Regions from separate parts of the Capsicum annuum genome. Here region 1 is linked to region 2. Evidence: chromatin contacts called from public Hi-C data. All regions are on one chromosome and are shown on one strand. The core of a region is the stretch at or near the end of the contact, and the rest is flanking DNA. Distances in the headings are between cores, read along the strand shown.

Region 1 (7,282 bases), core at 4-2,503, 100 kb before region 2:
CCAAGGGGAATCAAATTTTGAGAGCATGTGCGGTTAGAGCAAGTGTGATCTTATTTATGTGTATACATTGTTGTATTTTCCACATATGTATATCTAGTTCCAAGTCGAAAGCTATGAGTTCACTCGAACCTACAAAATGTGCGCCCATGTATTAAGGCCATCAACATGCCTCGTGCAACGATCATCTCACGTTGACAGTGCTACAAAACAACTCAGCAAAAGCTCGATTTATAGCTGGATCTTGTAACCTGGAGAATGTTTGGCATAGTTCCTCGTTGATGAGGGTAACATCACCATTTCCTAATTTGTAATATTCAAATGAATGTTACTGCTTGTCCCAATTTGGGAATTTATTCAATGATCAACATCAACTTGCTAAGCACTATCAGTGTTCTAGTCCGTGAGTTTCCATGGTTTGATTGATTGGACTGCCCCATATAGGAAAAATTATGCTCTACGTTCACCAGAAGAAATATTTACATGCTTTAACTCATATTTTGAGTGGTTTATTCGGTATAGCTCATATTTGTGTATAAACACATTATATACGCTATATTATACACTCTTACGTAAGGTTGATAACATTAACTCTAATACTTTCTCTGCGGCTATAATGTTTGTTGTATAATATTACATAACTGAAAATAGCACTACGAGACTAATATTTTATGTTGGGCTCGATTTCTGTAAATTTTCCCTTTCTGAACCCACCTCAAAAAGTAATTTCATTTCTTTCTTTTTCTTGAAGGAAATGGAATTACAAAAAGCAAAAAAAGAGAGGAGGGAATTAGAGAGTCAATAGACCACAATTTAAATCACAATAAATATGTCCTTCGAATTGTTATTCAATAATTCTTTGTAAAATAAAGGACATTCGAACTATAATTTTTACAATTATGAGAACGCTATTTTTCTTTTTTCACTCTGTTGAAGATTTTTTCAAATTGGTAAGGTATAAGTACCACTAGCTGTACATTGTTATTCTGATTAGTGTATTTATCAGTTAATATAATTCAGTACCTTCACATACTTTTTTTTTTTTTTGAAAAAAAAAAATGGAGTTAAACTATTTGGGTCATAAAAAGAATAGAGAATAATAAAAAGCAATGTGTTAATGGGTTCTTGTCAAAATATCTGAACATAATTTTCTGTGTCTTTGTCATTAAAAATGTAAGGCATTTCTAAGAGGTTCACTTGTTTAAAATTCTTCATAAAAGATTCAATATGTTTTCAACTTTTTGGCATTTTCTACTAGTCTTATAATTTAACAGGATCCTATACCTGCTAAAGGACCTACGTTGGGGAAAAAAGGTGTCAATTATTACTTTAATTCATTCTTTTTTGTGTTTGATTTGAAAGCAAATCATACCTTTAATTAATTCTCTTATTATTTTATTTTATTTTTTTCAAGTATGGTCAAGTCTTGAGAATATTTCTTTTCTTCTTTTTTGCTTGTAAAGGAAGGAGTTGTTTGCATCATTCTCTCATGGGAAATGTCTTATAGATTTGGGAATATATCGAAAATGATTTTTGTTTCTTATAATTGTACCAATTGTAGGGTCATTTTCTATAATTATCTGGTTTGAGAATTTTTCCCAGTTGGCAAATTAAAGTCATTAAAAGAATAAAATTCTAACGAATGGACAATATCTTTCCCAATTTGAATCAAGTGTTCTTTCTTGAGCACTATAAGAAGTATTTTATTTATTTTTCTTATTTATACTTCAGGTTTTCTTTTCTTTGCTAAAATTAATTGTATGTTTGCTTTATAAGTAATATGCATCCTATCCACCTCCATTTTGGCACACGACATATTTGTTTAATTTAAAAAGAGAATCATTAGTTTGACCGACGAATTATGTGAGAGAATAAATCATTCTTTTTTTTATTTGAATTTTGAACCAAGATTTTTGGAAGTAATATTCAGTGATGTGCACTGAGATTAACTTATAGAAATATGTAAATACATAGATAATTGTATTTTAAATCAAAATAAAGATACATGATGTGCGACTCATTGTAATGAGTTCAACTGAATTCAATATTTTTAGCATAGATATACATGTAGACATCATGGATTTTTCCATAAACATGACATTTCGAAGCCATAATTATAAAAGTTTAATGGGTAGAGTGATAAAATTATATAGGTTGAAGTGAAAATTCTACATTCACCTATGTAGAGACATACTTATAAATAGCATATTTCTTTTCAAGACTAACAAGTAATTTAAAGCAAATTATGCACTAATAAATTAAGATTTAGTCAAATATGCAATAGAAGAAGATATCTCTTAAGATGCCTTTCTAAACTATGATTATATATGTTGCAATGATTTTCTTTTGTTAGATAAATATTATAATCATACCATCCTGTTTAATTTAGGTGTCAATTATTCTAAACATCTCTTTTTCCAATCCAAGCTTGTGGAATCTATAACTGCTAGCTTGATTATTGAGTATTTGAATAATTTAGCGCACTTATTTTAAGAAATGAAATTAATACTGCTATTAAAAAGATTAAATTCCAAACTTTTTTTGGTTTTGTTTTGGTATTGTGCTTGTCAATCTCTTAGGGAAGTTATACTCCCCCCTGCCCTAATTAATCAGTGATTATATTGATGGTAAATTCGAGAATTAAATGATCGATACTGCTAAAACAGAAATAAAGCAAGAAATCATAAAAGGGTGAATTCATAATTTAACAATTGATACGTCATTAAGTTAAAATCCAAGGGACAATATCGCGAAGGTCAAAAAACTTGAGGTGGCATAAATGGTAGGTTACGCTACAACGAACAATACCTTAGGGTCGTTTGGTTTGAGGTTTAAGTAATCCAAGGGATAAGTTATTCCAGGATAAAATATAAAGATCAATTGAACGAGTGTTTGGTTGGAGGGATTAATGAATGGTGGGAAACTTATCCCACCATTTACACCATAGTAATGGGATAACTTATCCCATATACATGGTGGGATAAGTTATCCCGGATAATCCCGGGATAACTAATTCCGGTATTACTCATCCCGGGATAACCATTTCCCAACCAAACAACCCCTATATAGTAAGATTGTAATTAGAATATGCTCAATGGCGTTTTGATGCTGTCTCCTCAATCTTATTGTGTATATTTATGGGAAACATTTTGATTTTGCACCACAATAAGAACTGGACGAGTTGAACTTTTTCCCCATAAAAGTTGAACATATCACGTTATTAAAACAAGGTAATGCCAAAGAAATTGAAAAGATAGTTCATCAAACTATGCTACCTTTTGTAGTAATGATTGTAATATTTTGTACAAGATGAACATTCAATATCAAATATAATTGGGTCATTTTAGATGACTATTCATTACTAGCTAAGTAGAGCATTTAAGACTACTTGGAACACAGTACACACACTAGTTACCATCTACCACAGTATACACCCGTCGTCACAATTCACGTGACAATCTTTCCCTTTTAATCCGTTCAAAAAATTACTCCATCCTTTTATAATTAGAATAATTAATTTTAAAATTTCATTTTATTTCTAGTGAAATGATTTACAGTTATACAAATATCTAAAATTCATTTTAGAACATAAATTTAAATTTATTTTTTAAAACTTTGTGACAGAGTAAACTGTGCCATATAAATTGAGACGACGAAAATAACTAAATACAATACTCCCTCCGTCTCAAATTACCCGTTCCAAATTGAGATGATAAATTAATTAAGAAAAATAATCAATAATATGCCTATCTTACCATAATACTCCTATTAAATGATATTTACATTTTAATTTGAAGAAAAAATAATTAATGTAAAGTGTAAAATATAAAAAAAAAATTGGCTCTTGTTGATTAATGAAAAAGACAAGTAAAATGAAAAATCAAATTAAAAAATTTGAGACGATTAATTTGATACGGAGGGAGTATATTCTTTAACAAAGCATCATATATTTTAGCATGAATCATGAATACTTACTAAAGTCAAATGTGATTTCTTGGAATTAGGTTTATGTTTTACTACTTCACTGGCATTTTGTGGCTCAAAGTTGAGTTAGGTTACTGAATGAACATGTTGACCCATTTCTTTATTAATCAATGCCAAATCATGTCAATCCAAAGATAGCGACGTTATTTTCGTGTCGGTATAGTATTAATTTTTCTCGTTTTCATTTTCCTCCTAATATTTGTATGTATCACTTTTTGTGTACAAATAGTAAAAAAATAATAACTCAACTCAAAATTAAGTTCGAATATGTGTCCTGTTGGTATTATGTTTAAAGTCAGACTCTGACAGAGACCAACTTTTAATTATTAAGTTTGAATTTGAACTTTGCCTTCAAATTTCATAGCATCTTAAGCTTTGATAGAGCTCTACTTTAGTCCCAAAGCTTTGAAGAGAGAAAAGATTGAAGCAACAACAACAGATTCGATCTGAAGTTTGTCAAAATGACTGAAACTCTATATAACTTTTAAAAGATAAATATGTTTTGAATAGGGGTGTTACTGTTGGGTTATTAAGAAGTGTGAATGAAAAATGAAAAGATGGTATTTTTTCTCAGAATAGTAACTGAAAATCTCTCACAACAGCCATGTAGATAGGAACCAACAGATCATTTTATCTTTTTCCTAATTTTCCTAATTTTTCTGTAATATTGAATAAGTGATGCATTTTATATTATTAATATTATTATTTGTTGTGTATATCTTAATAGGTAGATTAGAGAGAATATAGGATTTGTATTAATCCTTTAACAGGATCCATGTAAATAGTGACTATATAATAACATCTTCCTCCCGGTGGAAGATTTTAACTGAGAGTCTGCGAACGCCATTATTCTCTCATCTTTAATACGTTTATTTCTCTACATGGTATCAATTGTCATCGATCCAACATGGTTGATTCCACAAACACAAACAATAGTCTTACTCTCACACAAGAATCATCTTCCAATAAGGTTACTTATTACTTACCGAATCTCTCTTTGAAACTTGATCAAATTAACTTTCAGATTTGGAGGAGTAATGTCATGAATGCTCTTCAAATCTTTCGTCTCCATTCTTTTAATTTGTTCTATCCTACAATCCACTACCCGTTACTGTAACGTCCCAAAACGACTCGGCTGAACCATCTACGGTTGTTGATCCATCATGGTATTTTGACTCTGGTGTTTCTCATCATGTTAATCCAGATTTGACACAACTATCTATGAACTCAGAGTACAATGGAGGTGATCGACTTGTTTTCGGTAATGGTATGTCACTAAATATTTCGTATATTAGCAATAAGATTTTGTCTGCTAAACCTAAACCTATCACCCTATCCAATGCTCTTGTTGTTTCTAAATTAACAAAAAGCCTCTTAAGTATTTTCAAACTCACTCGTGATGATAACATCCTTGTTCAATTTCACGCTAATGAGTACTTTGTGAAGAATCCGCAGGGTCAAACAATACTTCGGGGAGTCGTTGATGATGACTTGTATCGCGTCATTCCATCGCCTACATCAAATTACACTAAACCATCACCCATGGCCTTTCTTGGTGAACGCACTACCCTTGCTGGATGGCACCATAGATTGGCGCATCCTAATGAAGCTGCATTACGCCATCTTTTCTCTAGTTATAATCTTCCTGTATAAAATTTAGTTTTCCTGTTGTTTGTGCACCCTGTCATATGGGCAAGAGACATTGCATTTCATTAGTTCATCATCACGAGTCTAGTTTGCGTCCTTTTGATCTTGTGTATTCAGATGTTTGGGATCCTACTCTAATAAATTCTATTAATGGAACTCGCTACTTTATTTTATTCTTGGATGATTGTACCAAAATTATTTGGATTTATTTATCCATCAAAAATCGGATGTGCTTTCTATTTTTAAACTATTCCATTCCATGGTTGAAACCTAATTCAGTGCCAAAATAAAATGTATACAAACTGATTAGGGAGGTCAATTTTATAATGTTTCTTTTCACCTTCAATCTCTAGGCATCTGACATAGAGTTTTATGCCCCCACACACCGGAACAAAATGGTTCTCTAGAGCGACGCAATCGTATAATTGTTGAAAAAGGATTATATTTTCTTGCCCATGCTTCCCTCCCTTTGTCTTTTTGGGAACCAGCCTTCCACACAGCAGTCTACCTCTCTAGCCGCACCATCACCGCCATCCTAAACTACTCATCTCCTTATCAATGTCTATATCTTTGTCCACCTGACTATGGTTTTTTAAAATCTTTTGGCTGTCTTTGTTTCCCCTTTCTTCATCCTTACCATAGCCACAAGTTTGAATTCCGCTCTCAACCATGCATCATTATTGGTTATAGCTCAAAACACAAGGGCTATTTGTGTCTTCATGTGCCAACTAATCGGGTCTATGTGGCTCGTCATTTTGCCTTTTATGAGGAATGTTTTCCTTATTAAGACCACCTAAAAACATCTGCTTCTAGATCACACTACACTTTCTTGACAATCTCTTCCACACTACTTCATCAAGTTGCATCCTTTTTTACCTCTACAGGCTCTAACTTAATTGTCAACGATAACTTGGGATGTTGTTCATCCTTCGACAAGCACAAAGGTAACTACCTCTTCTCAACTTTCATGACCTAATGAATTTCCTTCTCCCATACCTTCCAGCAATTCTGCTTCACCTTCTCAATCCTACTCCCCCCTTCTCATTCCACTTACCCTTCAAATACTCCTTAATATTTTTTACCATCAAATAACTCTCACCATAAAATGGTAACTCTTTCTAAAAATAATTCTTTAGCTCCAAAAGCTTTAAACACATTCAAACATCTCCTTCCATTTGATCCCTTACCTATTGAGGAACCCAAAAATTTTAACCAGGCTTCCAAACTTCCTCAATGGCAATAAGCTATGCAAACTGAATTTTGTGCTCTTATGCGAAATAATACATGGCAACTTATTCCACCTCCTCTTAACTCTAATGTTTTTGGTTGTAAGTGGGTTTACGGGATAAAGCATCATGTTGATGGCTCTATTGAGCGCTACACATCTCGTTTAGTCGCCAAGGGGTTTCTTCAAGAGGAAGGATTTGACTATTTTGATACCTTTAGTCCTGTGATCAAACCAACTACTATTCGGTTAGTTCTCTCCATTGCCCTCACCAAAGGATGGTCTTTGCGTTAACTAGATATTAATCATTCTTTCTTAAATAGTGAGCTTCATGAGCAGGTCTTTATGGAACAACCACAAGGGTTTGTCAATCCTCATTATCCAAACTATGTCTGTCTCCTAAAAAAGGCTCTTTATGGCCTTAAATAG
Region 2 (6,848 bases), core at 12-2,511:
TGATCTTGAAAATGGATGGTAGCAAAGATCAAGGACGAAATTTTCTAAACTTAAAAATTTTGTGTGGCAAACGAGGTAAAAAGTTTAAGATTGCGCAAGAATATTTTTGTGAACGACCCATACGTCCTTGACAAGTTTGTCCATGCGGGCTTGCTTGACGAATGCTCTCCCCACACTAATGGGCCTGTGTTTCTTGACATAATTTTAGACTAATCTAGACAACCCAACCTCAGTGTCTTTCCTTCTAAGTTCTAAGCTATTCGCTATTCGACTCTGTAGCAGTGTTTTAAGAAATAGTCACGAGGCTCGCCTCGGGGTGCAGGCGTAGTCAAAAATGTCTCGAGGCGTTGTAAGGAGGTGAAAGTATCGAAAAGCGAACATCTCGAAATTTAAGGTGTTTGTCTAAGCATGAGGCGCAAATTAGATGTAAGCCTAGAAAATTTACAAAGTAAAATAATTTTTTTCTGTTAAATATCGAATTTAAATTTAATACTAAAATATATGATTGGTAAATACTTAAATGCACCAATCAAAAGTGAAAGAAACTTGAAAAAGTTACACTTTGATACGAATTTGTCCGTGGGGTCGATGATGCTGCTACTCATCAAGAAGGTACTGGGTGTACTTTCTTTTTCCTAATTCCTTTCTTTTCTTCTAATTCTTTTCAAGTCGTATGATGATGAGGTTTTAAGTTATTTACTTTATTAGTTCTCTTTTAAAACATAATATGTAGTAAATGAATGCGTAAATATATTGATCAAGAAACGAAAATGTGGGGTTTGATTGATTATGTAATTTTTTTTTATACAAACTTATGTTTTTGAGGACATATAATAGTTTATTATAAGAAAGTTGATTTTATAAAATATTTGTATTATGTGGCATGGGTTGGTTGTTGTTTTCTTGTTGAAGCAGTTTTAAATACATATTTCACTTTTTTTAAGGCGAAATTGTCTAGTGGACCTTGTACTTGTCCGAGTTTATAAGTGAACATCTCTACTTAGCCTTTTACCATCTGAACCTCTCAACCCATTAAAACACAATATTTAAAATTCTTTTAATGCATATGTTGCATTAAATTATTGAGATAGAAAATGCATGCTTGCACGCGTTTTTTGGGCAAGTGAAATAAAAAAGATATTTAAAATAATTAAAAAATAGTAAAGTCAAAAAAAAAGAAATAATCCCACTTTCTTCCTCTCTTTCTAACCCTTCCCTGCCCCGCCTTCCCCCCTCACCACCACCACGCAGCAACCATTCCCCTTCCCCCTCCCCCCTTCAATTTTTTTATTCTTTTTTGTCACCCTTCCCCCAAAACCACCCTCTCTAATTTTTTTTTATTTCTATTTCTTTGTCAGCCCCACGCATATCCCCCACCCCATCTGCATCACTCCACCTCACTATTCTTTTTCTTCCGGTCCTTACCCACATCGCATTTGAAAGAAGAAAATAATCTTTCTACCTTCTTCAAAATTTTCTTCTCCTTCATTCGAAATTTACTTTTTTATTTTTTTACAGATTATTTTTTCAATTCAAACTTTTCACATTTTTTTAGGATTAAAATTTAAATTTGAAGTGAAAGTGAGTGATAGTGGATATTGAGAAATTAATAAATTCCATGAATGAGTTTGGAAAAGCTTGAAGTTCAAGTTTGAAGAGCAAGAAATGAGTTTTTGTAGATTTTTCAAAGATATTTAAAATTTAAAATTTAAAATTTAAAATTTATTGTGTTTGTGCATTTGAATTTATAGTTGAAAATTTAAATTAATACATTTGAATTATAGTTGAAAATTTAAATTAATTGGAGAGGAATTTCAACGATTTGGAATGAATTTGATGCTCAATTTGTGATCAAATATTAAGAACATAATTAAAAATTTTTTACAATTTGTAAAATTAACTTTATTTTAATATTTAATTTCTTTTGTTGCATTTCAAAATGACGTGAAATTTAATGCAACATTTAAAAATGACGTGGAAGATGATTTTGCCATTTTAAATAATTTTGATGTAATTTTACCTTTTTAAGTGATTTATCTCTTTTAAAATTTTTTATATCTACTTATATTAATTTAAAAATATTAAAAATTAAAGGAGTTGTGGAACTTACGCCTCATCGCCTCGGGACCTATGCCTCGCTTTGTACTAAGTAAAATGTCTCACCTTACGCCTCCGCCTTTAAAAACACAGCTCTCTAGCAGTACTTATTTAGGTGATACTTTGGGAATACATGAAACAAAGATGGGAACTAGATTTAGATATTAGAAAGAGAAGTTTTTGTTTAATCCAAATTTGAAGTGTCTTTTTCCATATTCATAATCCTTGCATTGTTTTATGCATTATTCTCACTGTATCCTTGCTAAATACTCTCCTTTCCCCTCTCTTTTAGAGTTTTGACGCTAAATATTTTTTATGTCCAGCACATTAAATGTAGGTTTCACAAATCGAAAATTAGCATAACATTTGAACCTAGCTAGCTCTTGATTATTAATTTTACTATTACCAACTTGAGTTTTCCTATCCCCTCTTTCTTTTTTCATTTTTAAGCTTCCCATTAGAAGCACATATCTTTTTCTGGGTCCTGTTCAAACTTATTGGACATCTATCCAATGTAAATGATGGAGTAATAGGTAATTCTCAAATATTTCTATTAAATCATTCTTGTCCTTAATAGGGAATGTCTTATAAGAAATTTATGATCAACAAATTTTTTTCAAGACAAATTAAAGCTATTACCCTAACTTAATACAAAGTTAGTTAGCCTCGTTCAACTCCACACTGTTAATATCCACATCGTTCAAAAATCTGTTCTTTTCAAACACATGAATCTCCAGCTAAGTAGTTGTCGTCTCAAAGCATGTTACAGGTGTCCATTGTCCAAATTTTCAAATAGTCCTAAATCCCATTTACGTATAGAAAAATATATATTCACAGCTGACGGAAAGCAACTGAATTTTATATATTTATATATATATTTGTATACAACAAGAGGCCAAAACTCAACACCTGAACACAAGTAACAGTTGACAATAAAAAGCTCATGAAGATCCCTCTTGAAGAAATTGTAAAATTCAGTTTTCTGGCACAACTTTAGTGAAACAAATAAAGTAGCTGATTGCTTGGCAAAGAAAAGTTCCAGACAACAACAATGCTAAATAAGCTTTATCACAAGTCCTACAGTCTGTCAGCTGCAGGTAGGAAAACATATTTCCCAAAAGTAAAACTTGCATTAAACCATTCTTAAGACTTTAACTAAATTAAACCTTAAATTTTTTTTTTTCTAAATCAAAATAATAGTAAGCTATGTTTCACAAACAAGCATAACCTGCAGCTATTTACAAGAGTTTCAAAATAATAAAATTGCGCGAACATCATGATGACTGGTACCATTTCAAAATATTTCAATTCTTTTGGACGTGCTCTTTAGATAGGGTACTCCCCTTTCGGCAGGATCTACTTTCTTTTCTCCGCTTAACAATAATGTAATGCTTGTAATTGTTATATTCCTTCTACAGGTATACAAAATCTGTATAGTAGAAATAACAATTTCAACTAAAGTTCAAGTATAAACAAGAACACAATGAAGTATATCAAATACCCTTAACACAAGATCAAAATGACCTTTCCAAGAGTTGTATTTTATTTTGCAGAAATTAAAATGAAATAGAAAATAGCCAAGTCGTCCGAATTCACGGATTTTCCTTAAGGAAATAATCCCTATCACTGTACCCAAGGTTGTGGAATTTTTCCTCCCAGGATAAAATGGGTAACAGACCAACAGTAGCGGTACCTCAAACGGTTGGAATATCTTCGAACTCACAGAACGTTTTGAGTGATCACACAGAATATTTTTGAGACAAGAAGAGCATTTTTAATCTGAAAATTTTCATACTAAACCTGTGGAAGAAACCAGGTTTATATAGCCACAACATGCCTCTTCTGAAAAGAGGCAAAGGTTTAGCTAAAAGGTATAACCTTTTCTGAAAATTCATGTCCATTCGTCCAAACAATGTGACTGTTCTGAACAGGCATGCCATTTCGTGAATAAGTGTGTCAGTTCATCGAAACAATGCATCAGTTCTGAAGCAGTGCATCAGTTTACTGAAACAGTGCATCAGTTCACTGAAACAGTGGCACCAGTTTGATGAAGTATTGCATCAGTTCGAACTTCTGCATGCATGTATAAATGGAGTACCGAAACCAGAAAATATTTTACTGCATTTTTTGTATTTTCGGATTAGATTTCTATCTGGATTTCTTTATTTCCATCAAATAAACTTTGTCCAAAAAGATAAATCTCATCAATCATTTGCCAAATTCAAATCCAAATTCAAGGCTGAGTGAGCAACGACGATGAAGGAGCCGGGCATCTCTTATTTCTTGCCTTACTTATCATGTGGAGTAAGTGTTCTTATTATAAACACTCCAAAGTTTCCTTCTCCCACCAATGTGGGAGAATTAGTGAACTTTTCAATTTGGAGTACACTTTCTAAATTGGATGTTTCCTTTCCTCCACCATTTTCCATTTTTCATTCACACTTCATACACACTTTTAACCCAATAGTAATTGTAATGGTAAGCCCACATACGTGAATTCGTTCACATTTCACAATGAATAATTTGTATATCTGCTCACTACATTTTCGCATTGATCCAAAGTTGGGTAAGAACTTTGTTGAAGCTATTAGTTTACATCTCATAATGAATGGTACAGTCAAAGAAACTCTTTTCTTGACAAGTAACTAATCATTTAACCATAACTATCCACCTATCAAGAACTTTTACTTGGAGTATCCAAAATAATGAATAAAAAGAAACAACATTTCAAGGGTAAATTTATTTAAAGAAGAAAATATCAAGCAGAACATAAATTTATGTTACACCAAGACACACTAATATTGTTAGATTCACAAGTTTCATCAGACTTGAGAACAGAAGTAAAAGGAAATTCAGGCACTTTACTACAGTCATTATTGAAGAATTTCGAAGTTCATGACCCATAAGTCAATAGAAGCATGGAGCAACCTAAGTTACTTGAATTCACATATTCGAGATGAGTACAAGTCCTTCATTATCTAAATTTTATGATTCAAGAATTCAAATTTAAAAGCAGGATTTTAGCAACAAAATTATGCATAATTATGTGGAAAACTCACGTAAAGTTTGAAGAGCGTAATAACTGACTCCTTTAATTATCAAGTTATAGGCAATACAGACAATCTCCAAGATGTGGTATGGTCTATGACTTACAGCAAAGTATTAAGACTCAAGTCATCGATAGACCCTTAAAGTTGTCCGCATATTTCACTTAGGCACCTCAACTAAGACTTGTACTTATTAGGCACTTTAATATTAACAAATATTTACCCATTAAATATTTCTCTGATAATAAGCAAAAAATTAAAGTGTGTGTAGTGCACACGAATGACGTGAAAAAACAACCAATTAAATAACGTCAAGTGACATTTATGACCAAAATAATTATAAAATATGCTTTTGGAGTTTAAAAAGAGAAGAAAAAATATCTTTAAATCTATTTAACTAACTCTAAAAAAGGTCAGCCAAAAAAAAAAAGACCCCCTCCCCCCACCCCCAAACAATGCTCCTGCTTCTTCTCCCAAAACCACCATTGTTGACCACCCGTCAAAAGCTTTTCCTCTTACTTTTTTGTCTTTTCATTATCAGTTTTATAAACATATTTTTTAATCAAATTTTGTGATGATAGCCTTCATGATGGATAATATGATAATTCAAATTCGTAATATAAATAAAAGAATTGAAGAGTAATTTTTTTTAAACTTGTATAATGAAATTAATAGTTTTTAAATGTTCCTTTACTATACTAAACGAAAAATAACATTATACTACCTGTCCCATTTTTCTTCAATTTTCTTGTCCCATTTTTCTCCAATTTTCTTATTTCTTCCTTCTTTTTTCTTCCCTTGAAAAAAAAAACCTATAAAGACTTTTTTTTTTTTTTACTTTTTGGGGGAAAAAATGTCAAACATGCCTTATTGTGAGGTAGGCAAATACTAAAACGGTGTAGATGTATATTGCAACAATGAAACCAAGATATTTTTTAAAACTTTTGGTCAAGGCTCCATCGAAGTTCTCTTATATAATCAATAATTTTTCATTTTTCTTAATGTTTTTTGATTGAAAATTTCTAGATGAATTGAGGTTTAGGTGGATAAAAGTGGTGGTGAGCTGGTGTCCGAAAAGAAGAAGTGTCGGAAAATTTTTCTTTAAAGAAAAGAAGATAAATATAAAGATGAAGAAGAAAGCAATATTTAAAAAAAAAAATTTAAAAAGAAATTGTAATAATATTTGAGTGTCTTATCACTCAATATTAAAAAAAGAAGATAAATATAAAGATGAAGAAGAAAGCAAATTCACGCACTCAATAGCAAGTGTATTTCACTTGTTGTGCCACATCAACACGAGGTGCTTAATAGGTACATATTTTTTAAGATAGAGTGTCTAATAGTTACAATTATAGTTGAGGTGTCTAAGTGAAATATGCGGATAACTTTAAGGGTCTATCGATGACTTAAACAAGATATTATAAGCTTATGAAAATATAAGGCCAAACCTATCGATAGCCCCGCAAAGTTATCCCTAAAATTCACTTAGTCCCCTAAACTAAGGCTTGTACCTATTAAACCCCTAAACCCCTAACCCCCTCTCCCAATTTGGTTCCAATTGAGCATTTTTTTCCAATCAGCAAAAGGCTCAAGTGTGTGCAACACACACGTGCTGATTTGGCAAAAAGGGCCAATTTAAAAAAAAACATGTGGCAAAAAAAATTAAAAGATGAAATTGCTGATTTGGCAATATTTCTATTTAAA

Evidence for each region. A called contact is a pair of places that touch in the nucleus more often than the background predicts.
Region 1: a Hi-C map of placenta shows a contact between it and region 2, with 2.6 times the contacts expected there. The contact joins two enhancer-like sites. A contact is called at or near these places in 3 of 5 Hi-C or Micro-C datasets (bud, leaf and placenta).

The regions. Positions count from the first base shown.
Region 1 is chr6:187,100,227-187,107,508 of UCD10Xv1.1, reverse strand. No RefSeq gene overlaps it. Among protein-coding and RNA genes, the nearest start is that of LOC107872865, 14 kb to the left of the region's middle. Within about 2 kb of position 1,253, at least 2 of the 5 cell types and tissues checked have an H3K27ac peak or open chromatin away from gene starts, as enhancers often do.
Region 2 is chr6:187,001,159-187,008,006 of UCD10Xv1.1, reverse strand. No RefSeq gene overlaps it. Among protein-coding and RNA genes, the nearest start is that of LOC107872866, 47 kb to the left of the region's middle. Within about 2 kb of position 1,261, at least 5 of the 5 cell types and tissues checked have an H3K27ac peak or open chromatin away from gene starts, as enhancers often do.